Linked DNA regions of Mustela erminea: region 2 is linked to region 1. Evidence: chromatin contacts called from public Hi-C data. All regions are on one chromosome and are shown on one strand. The core of a region is the stretch at or near the end of the contact, and the rest is flanking DNA. Distances in the headings are between cores, read along the strand shown. Region 1 has its middle 20 kb from the start of POU5F1. Region 2 holds the start of PSORS1C2 (psoriasis susceptibility 1 candidate gene 2 protein).

Region 1 (5,410 bases), core at 1,636-4,135:
AGATTTATTTATTTATTTATTTGACAGACAGAGGTCACAAGTAGGTGGAGAGGCAGGCAGAGAGAAAGAGGGGGAAGCATGCCCCCCACCTAGCAGATTGCCGCAGGGCCTGATCCCCAGACCCCGGGATCAGGACCTGAACGGAAGGTAGAGGCTTTAACCTCTTGAGCCACCCAGGCCTCCCAAAGTACCTAATTTCTTTCAGGGACCCAGGAACTATTAGAGAAACAGTTTGTAAATTTTCAGTTTGTAAAAACTACTTCAGAAAAAAACAAAACAAAACAAAAAAACAACCTATTTCAGAAGATCTCTTTGAATGTTCTGGAAAGAATTAAGTAAATGTTCATTTCTTTTCTTCTAAGTTTTGGACCCAAAGAAGAAAGCTCAGAATCCCAACTCTGTCTCCCAGTCCTCCACACCTTACCACACCCCCAGAGTGTGAGGCCCCTGTAGTCCACACTTCTTCATTTTTCTTGGTCTTGTCCTCTTCATTCTGGCTTCTGCTTAGATTTCCTCAGGAATTCTGCGCTGGTCAGGATCACGAACTTACATACCCAGTATTGTCACTTCAAATGGCATCCTCTTCAGTGGCTTTAACTGCACTCACAACTCTTTCATTTTACTTATTTTGCTTAATTCCTTTGGATTTACTTCAAAAGTTTTATTACAAAGTTGTTCTAGCTGTAAGAAAATTGTAAAGAATTCTAAGAAAGATTTATGGAGTCACCAATCAGGTTTGTCAATTTTTAATATTTTTATGTTATGTCCTCTATGTAGTATACATAGTGAGTAATAGAGATATATGTCCTCATTTTGCATGGTTGTAATATGCATGTGCTTTGTTAACACTGCATAGGCAAGGGCTGCCTGGTGTGTGTGTGTGTGTGTGTGTGTGTGTGTTGATTTGGTATATATCTATGGTTTTGGGTTTTTTTTTAAAGATTTTATTTATTTATTTGACAGAGATAGAGATCACAAGTAGGCAGAGAGGCAGGCAAAGGCGGTGGGGGTGGGGTGGGGAAGCAGGCCCCCTGCTGAGCAGAGAGCCTGATGCAGGGCTCAATGCCAGGACCCTGAGATCATGACCTGAGCCGAAGGCAGAGGCTTAACCCACTGAGCCACCCAGGCACTCCTATATCTATGTTTTTATGAAGACTTTCATTCTATTTTATTCCTTAAAACTAAACTCTAGGGACACATGTTTGGCTCAGTCAGTTAAGGGACTGCTTTGGGCTCAGATAAACCCCGGTGGGGCTTCCTGCTCAGCAGGGAGTCTGCTTCTCCCTCTCTGTCTGTGTCCCCACCCCTTGTGCTCTAGCTCTTGCTCTTAGTTAAATAAAATTTTTATTTTTTATTTTTTAAGTATTTTATTTACTTATTTATTATTATTTTTAGACGACTTTATTTGTTTATTTATTTGTCAGAGAGAGAGTGTGAATGAGAGTGGTTGCAGAATGAGAAGTAGGAGCCCCCTGCTGAGCAAGGAGCCCAATGTGGCACTGGACCCAGGACTCTGGGATCATGATCTGAGCCGAAGGCAGACGCTTTACTGACTGAGGCACCCAGGCGCCCCATAAACAAAATCTTTAAAAAATAAAAATAAAAGAAAATAAACTCTATGCCCATTGTGGTTCTCAAACTTATGACTCTGAAATCAAGAGTTGGCATGCTCTACCCACTGAGCCAGCCAGAAACCCCTTTACCAAGCCTTTAAAAAAATTTTTTTTTAAAAGATTATTTATTTATTTAATTGACAGAGGAAGAGAGAGAGAGAGGGAAGAGAAGCAAGGGGAGTGGGAGGGCAGGGAGCCCCCTGCTGAGCAGGGAGCCCAATGGCGAGGGAGCCTCAATCCCAGGACCCTGGGATCATGACCTGAGCTGAAGGCAGACACTTAACAACTGAGCCACCCAGACACCCTTACCAAGACTTTTTTTTTTTTTTTTAAGATTTTTATTTATTTATTTGTTTGTTTGTTTGAGAGCGAGTGAGAGAGAGCATGAGAGGGAAGAAGGTCAGAAGGAGAAGCAACTCCTGTTGGAGCTGGGAGCCCCATGTGGGACTCCATTGAAGGACTTCAGGAGCCAAAGGCAGTGGCTTAACCAACTAGCCTCCCAAGTGCCCCGCCTTACCCAGACCTTTTTTTTTTTTTTTTAAAGATTTTATTTATTTATTTGAGAGAGAGACAGAGAGAGCATGAGAGAGCAGAAGGTCAGAGGGAGAAGCAGACTCCTCATGGAGCTGGGAGCCAGATGTGGGACTCGATGCCAGGACTCCAGGATCATGACCTGAGCAAAAGGCAGTTGCTTAACCGGGCCACCGAGGCACCCCTTACCAAGATTTTTTTTTTTTTTAAAGATTTATTTATTTATTTGACAGAGAGAGATCACAAGTAGGCAGAGAGGCAGGCAGAGAGAGAGGAGAAAGCAGGCTCCCCGCTGAGCAGAGAGCCCGATGCGGGACTCAATCCCAGGACCCCAAGATCATGACCTGAGCCGAAGGCAGCGGCTTAACCCACTGAGCCACCCAGGCGCCCCTTACCAAGATTTTTTAAAGAATTCCTTTATTTAGCATGTTTTAAGACTTTGTATAAATTGTTTCTCTCTGAATGTATCATTCTATACCTTGCTTTTACAGTTAACATTATATATGAGATGAATCCATGTTTGCACGAATAGTTCATGTATTTTCACTGTGAGAAGGGATCCATGCTATGCATATGCTACAGTTTATCCCCTCCACGGACCTTTATTTTTTTCTATAATGAATGTTCTGGGGCTTCTCTGGTGCCTTGTGGGAGTTCCCCTAGGATATATTTATAGGAGTGGAATTACTGCACATTGCTACCTCATGATGCTAAATTGTTCTCTGAAGTGGCCCTATTATTGTAGAGTTCTGTTTCCCCGCCCCCCAGTCCACAGCCGTGTGCCTTATACAGCTCTAGTTTTCTTTGACTCCCTTTGCTGACTCACTTTCCTCTGAATACTGGCATGTTTAAGAACTGTATCTTGGCTGCTTGCTCTGTTTTTTTTGTTCTGTTTTGTTTTTTTAAGATTTTATTTATTTGACAGAGAGAGATCACAAGTAGGCAGAGACTCAGGCAGAGAGAAAGGGGGAAGCAGGCTCCCCCCGGAGCAGAGAGCCCAATGCAGGGCTCTATCCCAGGACCCTGAGATCAAGACCTGAGCCAAAGGCAGAGGCCTAATCCACTGAGCCACCCAGGCACCCCTGCTTGCTCTATTTTCACTGCCTTCTTAATCACTCTAGTTTCATCTCATCCCAGGATTTCAAATATCATCGGTACACAAATAACCCCAAACATGCATCTACATATTTTCATCATTTAAAAAATAGCATACCCAGACAGGTACTCAGATACATTGCAGATGGAATTGCAAAACTGGTCATATTTTTCAGAAGGGTAATATGGCAATTTTTGTCCAAATTAAAAATGTGTATGTCCAGGGGTACCTGGTTGGCTTGGTCAGTGGATCAGGCATCTCTTGATCTCAGGGTTTAAGTTCTCATGCTCTCTCTCAAATAAACAAATAAAATTGTTCCTGGTCTCACTCAGGTGGTAATCTCATGGGGCAAGGGATCCCACCCTTCAGAGGGCAGTCTGCTTGAAGACTCTCTCTGTCTGTCCCACCCCCACGCACTTACATGAGTGCTCTCTCTCTTAAATAAATAAATCTTTAAAAAAAAAAAATACACACACACACACACACACACACACACACACACACACACACACCCTGCAGTCCCACTTCTAGGAAGGTGTCCAAAAATAACTTGCATACCTATAAGATTGCTATATTCAAAATTATGTAGTGCAGCATCTATTTTAAAAACAGAAAAACATAAATAATCTCAGTAGGGAACTGGTTAAGAAGCACTGTGTGTTGGGGCACCTGGGAGGCTCAGTCAGTTAAGTGGTTAAGTGTCTGCTCTCAGCTCAGGTCATCATCCCAGGGTCCTGGAATGGAGCCCACATTGGGCTTCCTGCTCAGTGGGGAACCTGCTTGTGCATGCTCTCTCTTTCAGTCAAATAAATAAACAAAATCTTAAAAAAAAAAAAAAAGAAGCATTGTCTATCTATACAATGGAGTACCATTAAAAAATAAAGACGCGAGGCTCCTGGGTGGCTGATTCAGTTTGGCATCCAGTTCTTGCTTTGGGCTCAGGTCTGATGGTCCTGAGATCTGGTAGGGCTGCACACTCAGGGAGAAGTCTGCTTGAGTTTTTTTTCTCCCTCTCCCTCCACCCTCCCCTCTGCTTTCTCTCTCTCAAAAAAATAAATAAATCTTTAAAATAAACAATAGAAAAGACACAGAAAACTCTTAAGATGTCCTTATGGGAGGGTATCCATGGTACATGGTTAAGTGTAAAAAAGCAAGGTGTGGGGAAGCAAATGTCAAAATTTGTGTAAAAGGGAAAATGTATATATTAGACATTATTATATTAATTAATGTTTGCTTGCATAAGCATAATGTGTCTTTGGAAAAATAAGCAAGGAACTAATATCAGTGGTTGCCTGTCAGGGATGGGAGAAGGGTGAGAGAGAGACTACTTACCTTTTTGAAGCTCTTGAATTTTGAACTAAATCAAAACATAAAACAAAAATAAGAACAAAAAAAAACCCATAAAACAAATAATAATTCCAAATGAGACAAAACAAATGAAATTGGAAAACTTAAAATAAAAAAACTGGAAAATACATGACAGGAATAATTCCTTCACCTTTGTTAAGATAAACAATTAAAAATTATATCAGTCCTTGAATAAGGGTGTTTACTACCATTTTAACTCAGCATGTTCTTTTATTTTCTTTCTTTTTTAAAAAGTTTTATTTATTTATTTGACAGATATCACAAGTAGGCAGAGAGGCAGACAGAGAAGCAGGTTACCTGCTGAGCAGAGAGCCCGATGCGGGACTCAATCCCAGGAGCATGGGATCATGACTTGAGCCAAAGGCAGAGGCTTTAACCCACTGAGCCACCCAGGCACCCTCTCGTTATTTTCTTTTTAAACGCTTTATCTTTCTTTATATATTTTTCTTTCATTCTTTAAAATAAAGTAAAATAAGGACATAATAACTCGATAAATGTAATTTGGTCAAATAAGTTGACCAAATCTTGGTTTAAGCAGGAAAGCCCAATCTCCAAGACTTTTTTGGTGGTTAGACACAATCGCTTGTTGCTTTATAAATCTCGGGATGTCCATATGGGTTCAAAGTCTGACAGAATGGGAGAGGATGCTTGCATATGACGTGTCAGATAAAGGGCTAGCATCCAAAATCCATCAAGAATTTATGAAATTCGGGTCCCTGGGTGGCTCAGTGGGTTAAGCCTCTGCCTTTGGCTCAGGTCATGATCTCAAGGTCCTGGGATTGAGTCCTGCATCAGGCTCTCT
Region 2 (5,410 bases), core at 2,088-4,587, 46 kb before region 1:
GGACAGAAAATATTGAGAATGACACTTTCAGAGTTCAGCATAAAATTGAAGGAATGAGGAAGGAAATTGAGGCTGATGCAAAAATTGAAGAGGAATCAGAATGGTACAAATGGGCTTGAGGGGCACTCTGCCTGGAGGCCCAAGATATCTGTCGGGGAATCCCTTTATCTGTACTCTTCCTGCGGTGGGTCAAGGTCTGGCTCCTCTTGAGATCCATGGTCCACTTCAGGGGCAGGAGGCCAGGGGTTTTCTGGAGGCTGGGGTCCTGCTGGCCAGGGGTCATCAGGCCGGGGAGGTTGAGGAGGATCGGTTCTCAAGGGCTCAGGAGGCCAGACTCCAGATTCTGGCAGGTCTCTCGAGGGACGACTGGGGCCTGGAGGTGGAGGGTCCTCAAAGAGAGGGGGTGCTCCTGGCCAGGGATCACCAGGGATTGGGGGCCCGTGAGGCAATGTTGGGGAGCCCTCCTCCTCTCCAGCCTCTGTGGGTGGGGGAGGGGGGTGCTCTCCACTGCCTGAGATGCCTGCGGAGGAAGGAGAAAGGTAAAAGGTGGTGAGGGCCAGATCCCTCCTCCCCTAGCTGCAGACTCAGGGGGCATAGCCTCTCTGGGATAGACCACAGCCTGAGCTGACACCACAAACTTGAAAGGTAACTCTCAAAGAGCTCTCCACACATTTACAAAACACCCAAAGGGATCTTAAAATGATGTAAAAACCTTGACCGGAATCATTGACTTGAACAATTTTAAACCGACAGGAACTGACCTAAGTAAGCTCCATTCAGCCCTGGCTGGGACTCCCACTGGCATAGCCTCTGTGCTGGTCTACACCTCCAAAGCCATCCACACCTTGTGCCCATGTGGCAGCCAGACCCCACCCTCTGCAAACACATAGTCCTCAGCTGTGATGAATACTCACCCACACCTGGATTCTGATCTAGATTGCCACATGAACCTACACTTGAACCAGTAAAAACATTGAGCTAAAATGCACTTTCCTGCATCACCTTCAATCTCTTAACTCCTCCCCTCATGGGAATACCCACAATCTTCTAGAATCTCCTCTGTTCCTATGCATCCAATTCACAGTTGCCTCTCTTGACCATCCTCCATCACCTCCAACTGCACCCTGGCCTGTTCCCAGCTTACCTCCGGCACACAGGTAAAGGACCAGGATCCCCAGCAGCTTCCAGTTGAGCATCATGGCTGTCTCCTGGCCCCCGAAGTTGGGGGTAAACTGAGTCTAGGTGCCTGGGAACCCCAAGAGGCTTTATAAGGGAGGAGTGAGAGGCAGTGTCTGACCTCTGGGGAGTGGCCAGCCCAGTGACACAAGGAATCCCATCAGAACCTAACTGGTCAAACCCGTTTGGAAGGCCAGGGCTAATGTTTAACCTCTGACAGCAGCGTCCCTCATTTTAGCCCCCCCCCCCCCATTTTGGGATCTAGCCACCCAAGCTCTATCAGTGACCTAGACCTTGGTCATCCCACCCTTATGTTCACATCCTCCTCCACACACACCCTGCAGCGATCAATACCCACCTGTCATCTCTGTAATCACAAGGACGTCCACCTTTCATCCCTTGAAGCCACGGGAAGCCGAGAAATGGGAGCCAACCATGCGTGGGGAAGCAGTGTAATTACAGGGGTCAGGAGGCAGGACGCCCAGGCAAGAGCAGGGACAGGGGCTTGTTATAAACACACAGGATGCAACTAGAGTGGTCTCAGCCAGTACCCCGAGCCTCCCCCTGGGACTCAGTTTTGTCCTTGGACCTTTCACTCCTCTCAGGACTGGGAACCACATGCTGCTTTCCCACATGCCTCCACAGGCACCTAGGGGGCCTCCCAAGCAGTGACATCCGAAGAATTTCATCCAGGAGCCGCCTGGGGTGATGGCAGGCGAGGAAGTATGAGGACATCCTGATTCCTAACCCCCTCCCCAGAGCAGCTTCCAACAGTCACAGCCCAGAGGCTCAGGAGGAAGCTGCCTCCGCTTCCTGTCAATCCCCGCCTCTTCCTCCTCCCTCTGGAATCCTGCTCAAGGCGGCTGCTGCCCTGGTTCTGGGAGCCAGCTCTCTGTGCCCTTCCCACCCCCATCCTTCAGAGCTCAGTGCGAGTCTTGTCTAAGTGTCTCAGACACCCTGGAACCTCCACCTCAGGAAGGCCGCCACTGGTCTAGAGCTGTAGTGCGCCTCTCAGAAGTAATGACTCCTGAACAGAACTCCTTTCCTCCCCAGGCTGTTCTCCATCTGGTCTGCTCCCCTGTGGCTCACTTCGAAGCCTTCATTCTGCTCCTTTCCCCAACCCCAATACCCCCCCAAGGCAAGCTCAGCCCATGTCCCCATTAGGGAGCTCATCTCTCCCTAGCCTCCCCAGCACCCTCCTAACTGGTCCCCCCACAACACCCTTCCCCCACCCAAGCCCCATCCTCTACAGCCAGCCAACCTAGCTCATAAACATATCAGCTTAACTGTGTGCCTGCACCTGGTTGAAAAGCACTCCAAGGGCTTTCTATTGACTTAAAATAAACCCGCCCGTGCTACCAGTCCCTCCCTCCCGCTCTGGGCCTCAGTGCTTGCCTGCCCGCTGCAGGACTCTTCTGCTGGCCCTCTTGGCTCCTGCTGGCAGGCAGGTCTTCACAGATCCCCTCCCCAGGGAGCCCTTTCCTGTCTTCTGGTCTAGCTGTCCCTCCCAAGTCAGGTTCTGTCACGTCACTGTATTTCTTTTCTCTTCATGGCAACGCTTGCTCTGTTCACTTAGGTACCTGTCCATCATCTATCTCCCGCCCCCGCGCTGGGATGTTGGGACCAAGGGAACAGGGACCCACCCATCAAATCCACCACTGTGGTCCCTGAGCAAGGAAACTGCTTGGCACTGAGATTCCCAGCAAATGAGTGATGTTTTATATTCTGACTCCTGGCAGTGATCATTTTCCAGAGGTGAAGAGTTTTCAAACAAAAGTTGAGAATAAACTTCTGGAGCACCTCAAAAAACTTCCCAAGCAGCCAGAGAAAGGGGTTTTGAAAAAGGTACCACCTAGAGAAGTAGCTGTGTGGGACCACTCCCTGCATTTTCCAGACAGAGATAGCTGCAGCAAGAATTCCCTCCCATTCCCCAAGAGAACACGGCACCTGCTGCAGTTGTCTTTATTAAGCCACAAGATTCACAGGCATCTTGGTGGCCGGTGTCCACGGTGTCCACAAGGGCAGCTGGCTGACCTCCCCACCCCCACTCCACTTCTCTGGGGGCCGCCCCGCCCACCTTGAGCCCCCTGCTGCACAGAGTGCCCGGAGCTGTTCAGAGGGAACTGTTCAGAGGCAGACTGGAGCAGGACAGTTCTGGTTGTCTCCTTCAGAGATAGCTTCCTCTTTGGAAATGGCCTCACTCAGTCCCTGCAGATCATCGAGCAGGACAGAGAGGGATCCTGGGAAAGAAGACCCCAAGGGATAGCAGCTGAGCAGAGAGGGCAGCTCAGCTCCAGTGCAGCAAACAGGGCTGCCATCAGCTTGGAGGTTCCCTGGCCCAATGCGGGCACAGATGAGAGGCTGTGGGCCTCCAAGGGTCACAGAGAATGATGCTCATGCATTCAGAGTGCCTTAAGGAGAGATTCCTAAAGTCCCCTGCATTTGTCCCTTCCTACATGGCCCATACCTCTTATGGACTCCTTGGAGATGGGTGCTGCTCCTGGAGGTACAGGCAGTGAAGACCCTGGGGCCCAGGGGCTGGACTCTGCAGACTTCCCCTTATCCAGCAGGGAAGGAAAAACTGCCAACAGTCGCTGCTGCTTGTAACGGGAGAGGAGACCCTCCTGCTGCAAGGTGGCCTGGGAAGGAGAGGGTTAAACGCCACCTAGCCCAGGCAGAGCCGCCCTTCCTCATTCCCGCCCCCCCACCCCCACCAGACCCTGGTCTCTGCTCTTCCCTCTCTCCCCTACCAGCATAAAGTTCTTGTCCCTCTCTAGCTCCTGCAGGCGCTGGGTCAGCCGCAGCCCCTCCTCCTTCCGGGCCTCATCTTGCAGGCGCCTGAGCTCCTGGTTCCGCTCCTTCTCCCGGGTGGCTTTGCGCTGCATCTGGCGCAGGGAGACCACTACGTGGAAGCCAGGGCACAGAGGGCACAGGTGTGGGGCAGCCCAGAAGCAGAGAGGCACCATGAGAACAGGACTGCGATCGTGGGAACACTGGGCCCTCAGCTCTATGGCTCAGCGAAGCCACTTATGCTCCAGGGCTGTCTCCTCCGTGTGGTGGGAGTAGTGGCTGATGCTCCACGACCTTCTGACTCTGTGAACCCAAAGTACCTTCCTCATCCCGGAGACTTCCTGGAGTCGTGTAGAGGAAATCTGAATATGAACCAGATATTCCATTTTGTGCCACTAATGTTTTCTTAACGTATGACAATGACACTGAGGTTATGTAAGAAAATATCCTCTTCATAGGAGATGCAGCTGGGTGGTCATGATGTTTGTAACTTAAAGTATTTCCCAAAAAATGCACGTACCAGTGTGTATATATATGTGGATAGAGCAAATATGGCAAGAGATTAACATCTGCTGGGTGCTTGGCTGGCTCAGTCGGTGGAACACGAGACTCTTGATCTCGGGGTTGTGGCCTGGAGCCCTACACAGGGCGTAGAGGTTATTTCAAGAAATAAAATATTTTTAAAAATTGGTAACTAGGGGTGCCTGTGTGGCTCAGTGAGTTAAAGCCTCTGCCTTCGGCTCAGGTCATGATCTCAGGGTCCTGGGATGGAGCCCCACATCAGACTCTCTGCTCAGCAGGGAGCCTGCTTCCCCGTCTCACTCTGCCTGCCTCTCTGCCCACTTGTGATCTCTGTCTGTCAAATAAATAAATAAATAATCTTAAAAAAAAAATTGGTTACTAACTGTTCCATCTAGTCAGAGGAGGTAAACAAGTGGGCATTTTGTGACTCTTGTAATCTGTCCAGGTATTTGAACTCTGTCCTAATAAAAGAGGGGGAAGCACCTGACTGGCTCAGTCCGTAGAGCGGTAGAGAGTAAGATTCTTGATCTTAGGTTTGTGGGTTTGAGCCCCATGCTGGGTGTAAGGATTACTTAAAAATAAAATCTTAAAAAAAAAGAAAGTTGGGGGCAGACACACACAGCAGAGCACACCATGTAAAGATGAAGACAGAAGGGAATGATGTGCCTGCAAATGAAAGGATGCCACAGACTGCCGGCAACCACCCACCAGGGGCAGGGTGTCATCAAAGTGTCTCTCAGAACCTCTAGCAGGCACCAACCCTGGCAGCATCTTGAGTTCAGACTTCTAGCTTCCAGCTTCCAGTACTGTGAGAGAATAAATTTCTATTGTTCCAAGGCAAAAAAAAGTTGGGGGTACCGGTTGGTGTGAGGTCAGGATGGCCGTTGCCTTTATGGAGGGGAGTGGCTGGGTGGGGCTCATG

The links. A called contact is a pair of places that touch in the nucleus more often than the background predicts.
Region 2: a contact with region 1 is called in a Hi-C map of fibroblasts, with 3 times the contacts expected there. The contact joins the promoter of PSORS1C2 here to the enhancer-like site in region 1. A contact is called at or near these places in 3 of 3 Hi-C or Micro-C datasets (fibroblasts, skeletal muscle and spleen).

Annotation. Positions count from the first base shown.
Region 1 is chr4:122,897,141-122,902,550 of mMusErm1.Pri, reverse strand. No RefSeq gene overlaps it. Among named protein-coding and RNA genes, the nearest start is that of POU5F1, 20 kb to the left of the region's middle. Within about 2 kb of position 2,885, the one cell type or tissue checked has open chromatin away from gene starts, as enhancers often do. A contact at or near this core is called in fibroblasts, where this site is marked.
Region 2 is chr4:122,943,655-122,949,064 of mMusErm1.Pri, reverse strand. It overlaps PSORS1C2 (psoriasis susceptibility 1 candidate gene 2 protein), which reads right to left and starts at 3,337. Exons shown (of 4, transcript XM_032338147.1): 1 at 3,254-3,337; 2 at 1,535-1,543; 3 at 1,145-1,246; 4 at 1-520. The coding sequence starts at 1,199. The coding sequence ends at 165. CCHCR1 (coiled-coil alpha-helical rod protein 1) reads right to left here. Exons shown (of 18, transcript XM_032338064.1): 16 at 3,927-4,078; 17 at 3,644-3,773; 18 at 3,125-3,416. The coding sequence ends at 3,304.